Linked DNA regions of Culex pipiens: region 1 is linked to region 2. Evidence: chromatin contacts called from public Hi-C data. All regions are on one chromosome and are shown on one strand. Each heading gives the region's core, a stretch centred on a gene start, on an enhancer-like site or on the middle of the called end of the contact. The rest is flanking DNA. Distances are from core to core; before and after follow the strand shown. Region 1 holds the start of LOC120419260. Region 2 holds the start of LOC120429171.

Region 1 (7,113 bases), core at 534-3,033, 150 kb before region 2:
CTTCGTTAATTCCAGGATTTTTTGAGATCGTCTTTTCAATTCGGGGAATTTTTAAATTTTTAAAGAAAATTTTAGATTCCTGAATATGTTCGTTATTTTTTTTTTAATTTAAATCTTTTGTGTTCTCTGAATTTCTTTGTTTTTGTTCCTTAAACAAAAACTGAAATTTCCTTATCTTCTTGAATTTTTTTAATATTATCTAATTTCTTGAATTTCTTGCATTTCTTAAACATCTTGAATTCACTGAATATTTTATTTTGTTTTGATTATGAACTTCATAAGTTTCTTGAATGTCTTTTAAATTTTTTTTATTTTTAAAATTTCTGTATTTTTATTTTAGCTACTTTGTTGATTGTCTAGAAATTTCGAAATTTCAAAACTTCTTAAATCTTCCAATATCTTGATTTTTTGAAATTGATGTTTTGAATTCTTGGGTCTTCTTAAATTTGTTGAATTTCTAGAATTCTTAATTTTTTCTAATATTTGAAGTTATATTTTTTTTGATGATTTGTTTCTATTTGCTCAAATGTAGCACCCGATTTGTGTGGAAGTTTGTTAGTTCGCTCCAAATGAAACACATTGTGCACCACTAATTGCGTCGGTTACATGCTTTTTTTAATTCCTTCTTTAATTTTTATAATTTCCAATTTTTTCTGAAGTTTTTTTTTATTTTTAAGAATTTATGAATTTTTGGACCATGATTTTCTTGAAATTCTTGTTTTTTTTTCGATTTCTGACAGCCTGGATATTTTGCCACCGGAAGCGACCAATTGGGACAATTCCACCAAAAGTAAGAATATTTGTATGATAAAATAGGGTGAACATGACTGCCCGAACGCACGAGTGTTAAAATGTCAGCAAACTTTTTCTTTTAACAAAATTCTACTTGTTTCCTTAAATGCTGCAAAAGTTTGGCTGTTCATAAAACGGCTTAAATCTCATTTAGCTCATGTTTAGGTTTTGGGCTCAGTTCGTCCAACGAAAACAAGCCCCTGAATTAAAGGTCAATAGGTAATTATACAAAATGGCACCCTTTACTCAATGTAACCAAAAAAGCACGTGTGACAAGATTGCATGATCACTTGATTAAGATCAGTATTTCGAATCCAAAACTTTACGCGACACTTCTTTGCTTATTTTTTTGCAAAAGGATAAAATTTGCAATCGGATTTGACCTGAAATATTGAATGTATGTAATCGGTCTTCAACATAGGATTGAATTCAGGTTTTTTTGAATGATCCATATTTCTTCAAAGGAGAAATTTTAACGTTATAGATTTTTAAAGAACCTAAAGCTTCCTTGCCTTGGAATACACTGTAAACAAGCAAGATTTCGTTGAGTAAACTCATAATTACAGTTACAACAACACAACGCCGACAAAACATCTCTGTTTACATTTACTGAAAAAAAGATGCAACATACCTCTTGGGTTTGGACACAATTAGGAACTTTTCGAAACAACACACTTAGTACACGAAAGTATATTTTGTGCTAATAAGTTACTAACTAATAATCTAACTTACAAAACATTACAAAGCACATGATTAAACAATAGTTATTCTCTCTATTCGTCCAACTTCCAACCGAAACAAACCTCACCGCTATGGTAATAATACTGGCTGCGTCCGTCCGTCCGTTACACAGATTCATAGAAAGACCCATGCAGCAAAAGTGTCAGCAGTGCAATGACTGTCATACTGCTGCGATGATTTTAAAGGAGCATCAGCTGTCAAGAAAACATGAAACAGCAAAACACTGGAGCGCTGGAATAATAACAAGCAAAATAAACTCTTCCAAAACATTCCTACCACCTTGCAGTGGGGGACCTTGAGTCAGTCAGTGTCTATGGTCAAGGTGTTTCGGTTCGCGTTTTTAAAGTTCTGGAAGTGGTGCGGAAGTTTTGATGTAATATTTTTTTACCTGCGTATCTAAATCCAAATTAAGCCTCATTTTTAAGGAATATTTGGTGTACAAGGCTTGTCAAAAGGATTAAAAACACTGATTAAATAAATTAACCCATGGATTTCATAACCACATGTCATGAGTCAGCAAAAGGGTGAATATGATACCATTGATTCAGCAGATTTATTAATACGTGGTCGGAGAACCTAACAAATTGTCTCAGTCATGCATTTAATGAAGAAAAACTCTACTATTTCAACCAATAATAAACATCATCAACATCACGTTACGGTATTAAATATTAAAAATCAGATCAGATCTCAAGAAGCCCTACAATTCGGCTCTAGAAATGAACTTTTTCAGTAAAATCGTCGTAGACCCACCCTGATGTGTGTGGTTCGACTCAAAATCGAAAACGTGGGTGTATTTTTTATGTATTTTATCATAAGTACAGGTAAAATTACATAAAAAGAGGAATTCCGTAAAATTTTACCCTTTAAGGTGAGCTTTTTTTTCAGCGTAAATTTCAATCAAAGAAACCAATTGGGTCCCAAAATTAAGCTTAAATTGGTAGTATTATTGTTTACAACGTTGAAGATTATTTTTCTGAATACAATAACCCTTTGTACGACCGCATAGGATCTAAAATGATTTTTTTATCGATTTAAATAAAATCGAAGCCCTTCTTGACAGAAAGCATCCTACTTGACAGCTCGTTCCAAGGGGACCATAGTTGACCCATCTTAAAATGTTGTCTTGTCAAAAAAGTGATCAGAAATGTTTTTTAATCGTGTTTTTTACCGTTGTACATAAAATTTGTACATAAAAGCCCATATTTTCGGACACTATGAGCCAGTGTGGATTTGTTACGAAGCAGTCTATTCTGCAGACAGTGAGTGTTTACTTTTTAAAAAAAGCACGATAGACTGCTGCCTTTATCGCAAATTTTCTGAACCTTAGAAAAAATCAGAAATGGTCACAAACTATTTTTAAAAATTGAATAACTTCAAATAAAGCGTAATTATATATAAACCGAACAGTACATTTAATTGAACAAAATCTTGTTGAGTTTGTTCATTCATTATTTTTTCAGAGCAATTTCAAAAAATAGTTCCAAAAATTAAAGAAAATCCGCTTGAATTTCGTGAATTCCCGGGAAATTTAGAAATTTCCCGGGAAACGGGAAATATTTTTTTTTTCAGGAAATCCCGGGAATTTTTTCCCGGGACGGGAAATCGGACGCTCTAACTTCAAATATTACGCTGAAATTGAATTTTCGGTGACTATATCTTAAAAACCATATTGGGAAAATTAGCTTTTGTGAAAAAAAAATACAAATTTGGCAACCGTCCATACAAAAATGATTTATAAAAATACAAAAATTTTATCTTTTGAAGGAATCTTTTGATCGATTTGGTGTCTTCGGCAAAGTTGTAGGAATTGATAAGGACTACACTGAAAAAAATGATACACGGTAATTATTTAAAATTTAAAATATAGCTTTTCGTTATTAAAACTTGATTTGCAAAAAAATACTATTTTTATTTTGTTTATATGTTTTAGGGGCCATAAAATGCCAACTTTTCTGAAATTTCCAGAATGAGCATGAGCATGAGCATGAGCATGGTTGACTGCCAATGAGCTGCTACTCCGTTATTGACAGATCAGCTGAAGTTAAACAATGAATCAAAAATGATCAGTGGGAGCCAACCATCCGTTCACTGTTTAACCCCTGAAGACCCCGACTTTATTAGTCAATACCGGCGCCCTCCCAAGAAGCCTGCAGTTCAACGAAAGGGAGGAATGTTAGTCCGATAGTTGAAGTTGCAGACTCATCAAGCACATAGTTTTTCGCTATATACTTGTTGATACCGCTTGAGACCGTTGAATCCACAGCATCTCCTTCAAGCATCACGTGATATTTTTTTTGGGTTAGTAGGATAAGGTATTGGCTTTTCGATGCCTCCCGAGCTACGATGCTATGGGGAGGACTTTCATAACAAACCCGTCGGCGAGCCTTCCGAGCAACGATGCTATGGGAAGGTCTTTCTAATTAGCACACCAAAACACTCGCGCACAGGTATTTAAATACTGAATAAATGTAATTTTTCATCACGATTACCCAGACGACATTGATGATATAGGAAGGACTTTTTTACAGTCATTTACAGTAATACTTAAACTTATTTTAATGCAACAATTCACACGACGTCGTGCCTCCCGATCAACGATGATGTAGGAAGGACTTGAGCAAGCCAATCAGGATGAAACACGAAATAAAATTCTTTTCTTTTCACACACAATGCCACATAATTGACCGCGCGTCACCACCCAACAAATTGAACTGATTTTCTTCTGCTTGTGGGCAAGCCAACCAGGATGAAACACGAAATAAAATTCTTTTCTTTTCACACACAATGCCACATAATTGACCGCGCGTCACCACCCAACTAATTGAACTGATTTTTTTTCTGCTTGTGGGCAAGCCAACCAGGATGAAACACGAAATAAAATTCTTTTCTTTTCACACACAATGCCACATAATTGACCGCGCGTCACCACCCAACAAATTGAACTGATTTTCTTCTGCTTGTGGGCAAGCCAACCAGGATGAAACACGAAATAAAATTCTTTTCTTTTCACACACAATGCCACATAATTGACCGCGCGTCACCACCCAACAAATTGAACTGATTTTCTTCTGCTTGTGGGCAAGCCAACCAGGATGAAACACGAAATAAAATTCTTTTCTTTTCACACACAATGCCACATAATTGACCGCGCGTCACCACCCAACTAATTGAACTGATTTTTTTTCTGCTTGTGGGCAAGCCAACCAGGATGAAACACGAAATAAAATTCTTTTCTTTTCACACACAATGCCACATAATTGACCGCGCGTCACCACCCAACAAATTGAACTGATTTTCTTCTGCTTGTGGGCAAGCCAACCAGGATGAAACACGAAATAAAATTCTTTTCTTTTCACACACAATGCCACATAATTGACCGCGCGTCACCACCCAACTAATTGAACTGATTTTTTTTCTGCTTGTGGGCAAGCCAACCAGGATGAAACACGAAATAAAATTCTTTTCTTTTCACACACAATGCCACATAATTGACCGCGCGTCACCACCCAACTAATTGAACTCTTTTCTGAAATTTCCAGAATGTGCAAAAAATCTTTGACCGAGTTATAAATTTTGGAATCAATCCAGATTTTTTTCGAAAATCGAAATTTTGGCCGCAAAATTTTTTAACTTAATTTTTCGATGTAAAATTGAATTTGCAATCAAAAAATCCTATAGTGAAATTTTGATAAAGTGCACCATTTTCAAGTAAAAGCAATTCTTAGGTAACTTTTTTGAAAATTGTCACAGTTTTTCATTTTTCTAAATCAGTGTACATGTTTGCCCACTTTGAAAATATTTTCTCAGTCGATATCTCAGCAAATAATGGTCCGATCTATAATGTTAAAATATGAAACATTCGTGAAATTTTTCGATCTTTTCGAGAAAAAAAACTTTCAATATGTTTAAACCATGACTAATATTTTAAAAGGGCGTAATATTGAATATTTGGCCCTTTTGAAATGTTGGTCTCGATTTAAAAATTTGGAAATATTGTTTTCGAAAAGATCGGAAAATTTCACGAATGTTTCATATTTTAATATTGTAAATCGGACCATTGGTTGCTGAGATATCGACATTAGAAAATGGTGTGTTGTTTGGGTGAGACTTAGAAAACATCAATTTTCCTGCTTTTAAAACTTTGCATGGCAATATCTCAGCAACTTAGAGAATGGCTTTAACTTGAAAACGGTGCCTCTTACCAAAATTTTACTAAAATACTTTTTGATTGTAAATTTTATTTTACAACGAAAAATTAAGTTGAAAAATTTTTGCGACCAATATTTCGATTTTTTGAAAAAATCAGTATTGATTAAAAAATCATAACTCGGTCAAAGATTTTTTGCACAACCTGGAAATTTCTGAAATGTTGGCATTTGATGTCCTCTTAAACATATCAAAAAATGAAAAAAATGAAAAATAAAAATAGTGTTTTTTTGCAAATCAAGTTTGAGTGACAAAGAGTTAAATAAAAAATCACCTAATTTTTCACCGTGTTTCATTTTTTTCAGTGTAGTCCGTATCTATAGACAACAAATCGGTTAAAAAATTCCTTCAAAAGATACAGATTTTTGAATTTTCATACATCGTTTTTGTATGGCCGCTGCTAAATTTGTATGGAAAATTAAATGAATAAACTAATGATGCAAAATGGCTGAATGGTGCCTTCGGTATACCCAAAGAATCAATTTTGCATCATTAGTTTTTCCATATAATTTTCCATACAAATTTGGCAGCCGTCCATACAAAAATAATGTATAAAAATTAAAAATCAGTATCTTTTGAAGAAATTTTGATCGATTTGGTGTCTTCGGCAAAGTTGTAGATAATTTTTTTGGTGATTTTTAATTTCGCTTTTTGTTGCTAAAACTTGATTTGCAAAAATCACTATTTTTATTTTTTTTATTTTTTGATATGTTTTAAGGCACATAAAATGCCAACACGCAGAAAAATATTTTGTAGAATCAGCCTGTACGAGGTTTGATTCAACAAAATTTTTGTTGAATGTAATCAACGCCAATTTTGCGTTGGAACAAACCTTGATTTTCTCAATTCCACAAAAATCTTTTGTTGTTTTGAAAAAGTTGCATTGACGTTTAGCGTTGATTCAACAAACATCTTGATTTTCAAAACAACTAAACGTTTTGTGGATTCAAATATGCCTTATTTTACTGCGTGAACGTTTCAGAAATTTCCGGAATGGGCAAAAATCTTTGAGCGAGTTATAAACTTTTGAATCAATACTGATTTTTTCAAAAAATCGAAATTTTGGTCGCAAAAAGTTTTCAACTTCATTTTTGATGTTAAATCGAATTTGCAATAAAAAATTACTTATGTGAAATTTTGATAAAGTGCACTGTATTTAAGTTATAGCTATTTTTAGGTAACTATTTTGAAAATAGTCGCAGTTATTCATTTTTTAAAATTAGATATTGTCATGCAAAAGAGGAAAATTGAGGTTTTGAAAGTTTCACCCAAACAATCCACCATTTTCTAATGTCGATATCTTAGATATCTAATGGTCCGATTTACAATGTTAAAATATGAAATCCACTGACGTGAGCAGAATACACTCTT
Region 2 (6,499 bases), core at 2,106-4,605:
ATAGCTGGCATCCCCAGCTACCTTACTGCACTGTTAGGGTTTTGGTTATCTGTTGTCTTAGAATTTGCCAAATAGTTCCGGCTGTAAAATGCTTATGCGCCCTTTTAAATTTTAACAAAATAGCCTAAGATTTTTAAAATAAGTGTCCACCTGGTTTGTAGATGGTCTCATAATCCTGGTTAAAAAATAAAACTTTACCAAAATTAGTATTTTTTACTGACTTTCAGTTGTTTGAATGGTTTACCAAAATTCGGTAGGAATTGACAGGAAATTTACCCAGCACGGTGGGTAAGAAGGGGATTATTATGCACCCGCATGCACCTCGAAAATTACTCCTGGAGGATGTTGGGGGGACTATTCTGAGTCAGAATAATCGATTCCAAAAATATTCTGTCGGTGAAAACTGATTTTATCTCGAGTTGAAGTTAATAAAACTACAGTCGACTCTCTGGTTGTCAATATCCAAGGGACCGTCGAGGAAGAGAATCATCAGTTTACAGAACGATGCAAAATGAAGACTCGATTGAACATATTTTTTTCCTGATTCTCAGCTATGGGTGAGAACGATGGCAACGTCACTAAACAAAAACAAACAAATGCCAAACACCCTTCAAAGCTTGGTTTCTCAAAGAAAAATGTGTATGCAAGCCATGAGAAAGTGAAATTATTGACAACCAGAAGAGATTTTTAGAGCAAAATGAATTCAAGGGACCGTCGAGGAAGAGATTCTTCAAGCAAGAGAAAATATCGAGGAATGAAGAGAATCATAGTATGCAGTTTGAAGGGACTGAAAATTTCATCGGTAGAAGGAGCAATATTGAAATCGGGAAGATCGACAGCCAGAGAGTCGACTGTAATATATCACCTAAAACCTCAAAAATACGTTGTGAATCTCGGTCCAACTCTGGACAAAGATGTAAATTTACATCAAGATATCAATTCTTAGTTTCCAAAATATATTCCTGACATAGTACACCTAAAATCGATCTATACTTGAGTCCCAGCGTCATCAGGAGGTGTAAAATAGTGTTTTTTTTTTTTTTCTAAAAAAATATTTTCAATTAGCTCTTGTAAATAAATTGTCATGTCTGAACATGTCTGAACATTTTCGGCGCTGCAACGTCACGAAATTATTCGAAATATGTCTCGTTGGATATCAAAACCTGTCCCAAACTTGAATATCTTTACAGATTCGGATTTGAAATTGAATTTTCTACAAGTAGTGACTTTGGAAAACTTTTTTTAAGTGGCACTAATTTGCCACATCGATCACTCCGTGACGTTGCAACGGAGTGAGAAAAAGCTAAATTTCGACGCTTTTTGGTTTCATACAGATGAATAATTCATGTTTTGATGATTATAAACATTTCAAATTGTTAATCCAGCTGCGATTGATGATTGGACCAATAAAACAACGATTAAATAATCAAAATGTTTGACCTATCAGCCAAAAAGTGTCGTTTCTGTCGCTGGAGAATGTGTCATATAGTACATATTCCAAAAGGCAAATTACATCTGATATTGCACAATTAGGGGAAATATACCCTTTCTAATCAAACACCTATCTTCGTCATATGGAGAGTTTGATGCTCGATTAAAGCTCCAAAAATACTATTTAGGCTGTAAACTTACCAGCAACAGCACCGCCTCGAGTAAGCACGCAAATGTATGCCACTTACTGGCCAAAAAGATCAAATTTAATGCACTTTTGATCATAATTTCTATTTTGCGAGACCATTTCTCATCATTTTGGTGGCACACACATCCACACGCAAGATCAGAGGTTAACTTATTAACGAAAGTCGCCATCAATATCTTTTCACTTGCGCTAACGATTTCAAAGCGCTTAAGGTATAAAATTGCTTCCAACTACCGGCAACATGTTCTTTTGACCGTTACTTAGTCACTCACTTGAAAAATAATCCTGAAACATGTAAATAATTAGCAAGCGCCATCAAAAAAACAAACGCGCTAAGTCTTTTGACGTTTCAATTTTGACCATCCATTCTAATCGAAGGCTGAAGAAAACCGAGCGAGAAGCGAAGGCAAATAAAGAACACCATCACCACCAGCAGCGCTTGTGGTGTTGCCAGGAAACTTTCTCTATAAATGCTACTTTTCGTGAGTGTTCGCTCAAAATTTCATCAATTTTGGCAGCACGAAGCAGACCCAAACGAACGTTGGAAGAAAAAAAGAACTAAGCTGAAAATAGAAAAATGGGCGTGGCCCAATGCACACGACTGATTAGAATGCGTTTTTGAAATATTTTTTTAAAATGCTTGTAAAAGGAATAGCATAACCTTTAATAAAAGTGAAAATAAACAGAAATGTTCGCAAAAAGTTGCTCTACTCGTTGGTGTACTTGGTTTTACTGAATTTCAACGAACACTCCAGATTATCCAGCACCATTCAAACAAGACCGCTTATTAGGCTTAAAATGGGTTTATTTCCCCTATGATGCCAATATTGGCACGCAGCCTAGGCGTACTACGCGTATGATATTTACGCTGATAGTTGGTACGATATTATGCGCGTATGATACGCCGTAAGCGATATACCTACTCGAAGTGATCAACCCCTAGCCATATTCGATTATGCAAAGTTTGATTATCCGAAGGTTTTAATGAGACTTCGGATTAATAAATCGTGTGCTTCGTTTTTTTTAATTTTCATACTTTTAATAGCTAACTTCAATTTCGCGACCAAATTTTCAAAAAAAAAAATTCTTCAAAAAATATCAAATTCATTTTCTCAGTATTTCATCACTGGAAAAAAAAAAATCGGATCAATAATTTCAAGAGCTTCAAGAGAAAATGTTCTTAAATCTCTTGAAATTATTGATCCGATTTTAAAATTTTTAAAGTGAAACTCGTGTGAAATTTTCTGAACCACTTTCAAAAACATATTTTAACATTTTTTATTTCACGTTATACATTTTAAAAAGGACCAAATAATTCAATTTAAGATGACCTAACATGTCATTTTTTACATTTTATTATAAGGTCCAATTAAAAATAGTCCAAAGATGTATATTTGTGATATCAAACAATTCCGTCAAGAGACTTCCATGGCCTCGATCTGAAGGTGAGAACTACTGCTGTTCCATCGCGATGCCAGCAGCCAAAGCTGATCTGCTCTGCTGAAACACCAGCCGTAAGTCACGGCCTGCTTCAGCTTGTAATTGGCCATCAGGGCTCCTCTTCTGGCTTCTCTTGGTGCGAACAGTATTATCCGGAACTTACTGCCTCGAGATACAGTTGAACCCTGATTGTTTGAGAAATTTGAACATAGATTTGATGTTTGGTCATGGTTAGGACTGCTAAATTTGACTGTCAACACACCACGGTTCCACTGTACCTCTCCCTGCCGAAACATTGCACCGGAACAGCTCATCTCTTTTTGATGACAGGAAAAAATGAGCGTTGAGGACAGGTGTCGCAATCAGTTTGGCGTCGGTTCGGAACGCGTCAAGGTGTGATGGGGAAGTGGCTTCCGTTGGTTGGGCTGGGCTTGGCCGTCCTGGCGGTGGGTTTGGCCAAAGATGGACGGTTCTTGCAGGAGAATGAAATCGGTGGAGCGGATCAGGAAGATGACGGCGAAGGTGATCGAGAGGAGTTGTTGGCGCGGGAGTTGATCGGCAATCAGGTGGAACTGTTGGTGAACCGTTCCGGGGTGGATGTGGCAGGTATTAAGGGAGGGTTGGGGAAGGGTTGTTGGCTTGTTGTTTTTGATTGAGAATTAGATGAAAAAATGTTGCGAAGCGTACTCACGTGTGAACAAGCGTGGTCAAGCCGCAGCGGTTGTTCAATGGTTATCAGAGTGGAGAAATTGTTGCAATGTTTAATGGGAGATCGAAAGTTATTGTGTGAGAGAGAAACACAATCGACCAAGAAGATCGGTGTGTGTTGAATAAACTGGTTTCTCATAAGATTGATTAGGTATTTAAAAAAAGTTTATTTGGGATCATTCCCATAAATTCCAGAACTAATCAGAACCAACAATGGCGGTCTCCAAAACATCCCGTCGGAACGTCTCCGCCTGCGAGACATCATCGGCCGCAGCCAACTGCAGTACATCGACTACAAGGTGGAGTACGGCTTGCGGTACGACCCAAAACTGGCCGCCAGACAGTCACAGCCACCGCGGTCACAACCTCCCGTTGCATCAGTAAGTTACGGCGCCAACAGCATCGACGAAAGCGACATCAAAGCGGATTCGTCCATTCCGTTGGTGGTCGTTTCTACCGGTGGCAACAGAACCTGGTTCGCCGTCAAAGACAACGTAACGACCTTCGCGAGTTCACCCGTCCAGAACGTGATGCGACCTCCGACGAGGGTCGAGCAGACGCTGGACTTGCTGGGTGATCGACTGAAGAAGCTGCTGTTGAACAGTTTTGTTCCGAACTCGACCGAGTCCAGGGTGATCGAGAAGCTCAAGTCTCCGCTGACACTGTTCAGCCTGTTCAACGTGGTCAACTTTGAGAATGCTCCGTGCGTAGCACGGCAGGGCAATTTGGGCAGTCCGTTGCAGGGGATCTGCTACCACGAGGTGCAGTGCAGCCAGCTGGGTGGAGTTCCGATGGATGTGTGTGCCGGGGGGTTCGGAGTTTGCTGTGTCTGTGAGTTGTGCTTGCTATTATTCGAACTAGTTTCCCTTGAAAACCTCTTTTTCAAGTCCAATTAGGATGCAACGACCAGACGGCCCAGAACATCAGCTACTTCCAGAGTCCGGGCTATCCGACGGCGGTCCGGACCAAACTGACGTGCAGCCTGACGGTGGCGCTGCGCTGGAACACGCGCCAGGTGCTGCTGGAGCTCATCTTCTTCGAGATGGGACCCCCGCGGGAGGGCAACTGTCTGGAGGATCAGCTGATCGTGACGGTGCAGAACACCCACCGAACGTATCCGATCCTGTGCGGGATCAACAGTGGGCAGCACTGTGAGTTGGTCACCGTTTTTGGGATGAAATCTACGTGAAATTAATGTTACGTTTTTGTTCAGTGTACCTTCAGGTGGATCGAGAGTATTCTCACTTTTTGTACTTGACAGCGGTGTCAAACTCGGATGAGCCGAAGGCGTTCAATATTAGAATTATTCAAGTGAGTTGGAATCGCAATTTTGCGATCTTTATAAATGAAAACATTTAAATTTAAGCTTTCAGAGCTTCAAGCACCCGAAGGGTGTTTACAGTACTTCACTGGGGTAAATGGTTACATCAAATCCTTCAACTACGATGACCACTCGGTTCTTGTTACGCGCAGGGAGCCAGGATACTTGGTAAGTTCTGAAAGATTGGTTTGACCTTTTGTCAATTTTGACCTGACGTCTGTTTTGATCTGACGTCAGTTTTGACCTGGTGTCAGTTTTGACTTGATGGCGGTTTTGACCAGATGTCAGTTTTGACCTTTTGACAATTTTGACCTGACGTCAGTTATGATCTGACGTCAGTTTTGATCTGACGTCAGTTTTGATCTGACGTCAGTTTTGATCTGACGACAGTTTTGATCTGACGTCAGTTTTGATCTGACGTCAGTTTTGACCTGTCGTCAGTTTTGACCTGATGTCAGTTTTGACCTGATGTCAGTTTTGACCTGATGCCAGTTTTGACCTGATGCCAGTTTTGACATGATGTCAGTTTTGACCTGATGCACACTTTGACCTGATGTCAGTTTTGACCTGATGCCAGCTTTGATCAGATGTCAGTTTCGACCTGATGCCAGCTTTGACCTGATGTCAGTTTTGACCTGATGAGAGTTTTGACCTGATGTCAATTTTGACCTGATGTCAGTTTTGGCCTGATGCCAGTTTTGACCTGATGTAAGTTTTGACTTGACGTCAGTTTTGACCTGATGTCAGTGTTGACCTGATGTCAGTATTGACCTGATGTCAGATTTGACTTGATGCCAGTTTTGATCTGTTGTACGTTTTGACTTGATGTCAGATTTGAGATGTTGTCAAAATAGATTTGATGGCAGTTTTGTTTTGATTTGAGTTTTGACCTGACGTCAGTTTTCACCTGATGCCAGATTTGAACTGATGTCCGATTTGACCCGATGCCAGTTTTGACTTGATGTCAGTTTTGGTTTGATTTGAGTTTTCACCTGACGTCAGTTTTTACCTGATGTCAGATTTGAACTGATGTCAGATTTGACCTGATGCCAGTTTTGACTTGATGTCAGTTTTGGTTTGATTTGAGTTTTGACTTGACGTCAATTTTGACCTGATGTCAGTATTGACCTGATGTCAGATTTGACTTGATGTCAGTTTTGACCTGACGTCAATTTTGACCTGATGTTAGATTTGACCTGATGTCAGTATTGACCTGATGCCAGTTTTGACTTGATGTCAGTTTTGGTTTGATTTGAGTTTTGACTTGACGTCAATTTTGACCTGATGTCAGTATTGACCTGATGCCAGTTTTGACTTGATGTAAGTTTTGGTTTGATTTGAGTTTTGACCTGACGTCAGTTTTCACCTGATGTCGATTCTGTACTGATGTC

The links. A called contact is a pair of places that touch in the nucleus more often than the background predicts.
Region 1: a Hi-C map of whole body shows a contact between it and region 2, with 10 times the contacts expected there. The contact joins the promoter of LOC120419260 here to the promoter of LOC120429171 in region 2.

What each region holds. Positions count from the first base shown.
Region 1 is chr1:33,114,912-33,122,024 of TS_CPP_V2, reverse strand. It overlaps LOC120419260, which reads left to right and starts at 1,783. Exons shown (of 7, transcript XM_039581915.2): 1 at 1,783-1,906. It overlaps LOC120419261 (histone H3-like), which reads right to left and starts at 1,620. Exons shown (of 2, transcript XM_039581916.2): 1 at 1,424-1,620.
Region 2 is chr1:32,969,691-32,976,189 of TS_CPP_V2, reverse strand. LOC120429171 reads left to right here and starts at 3,355. Exons shown (of 6, transcript XM_039594383.2): 1 at 3,355-3,685; 2 at 3,983-4,618; 3 at 4,675-4,938; 4 at 5,001-5,098; 5 at 5,154-5,276. The coding sequence starts at 3,478.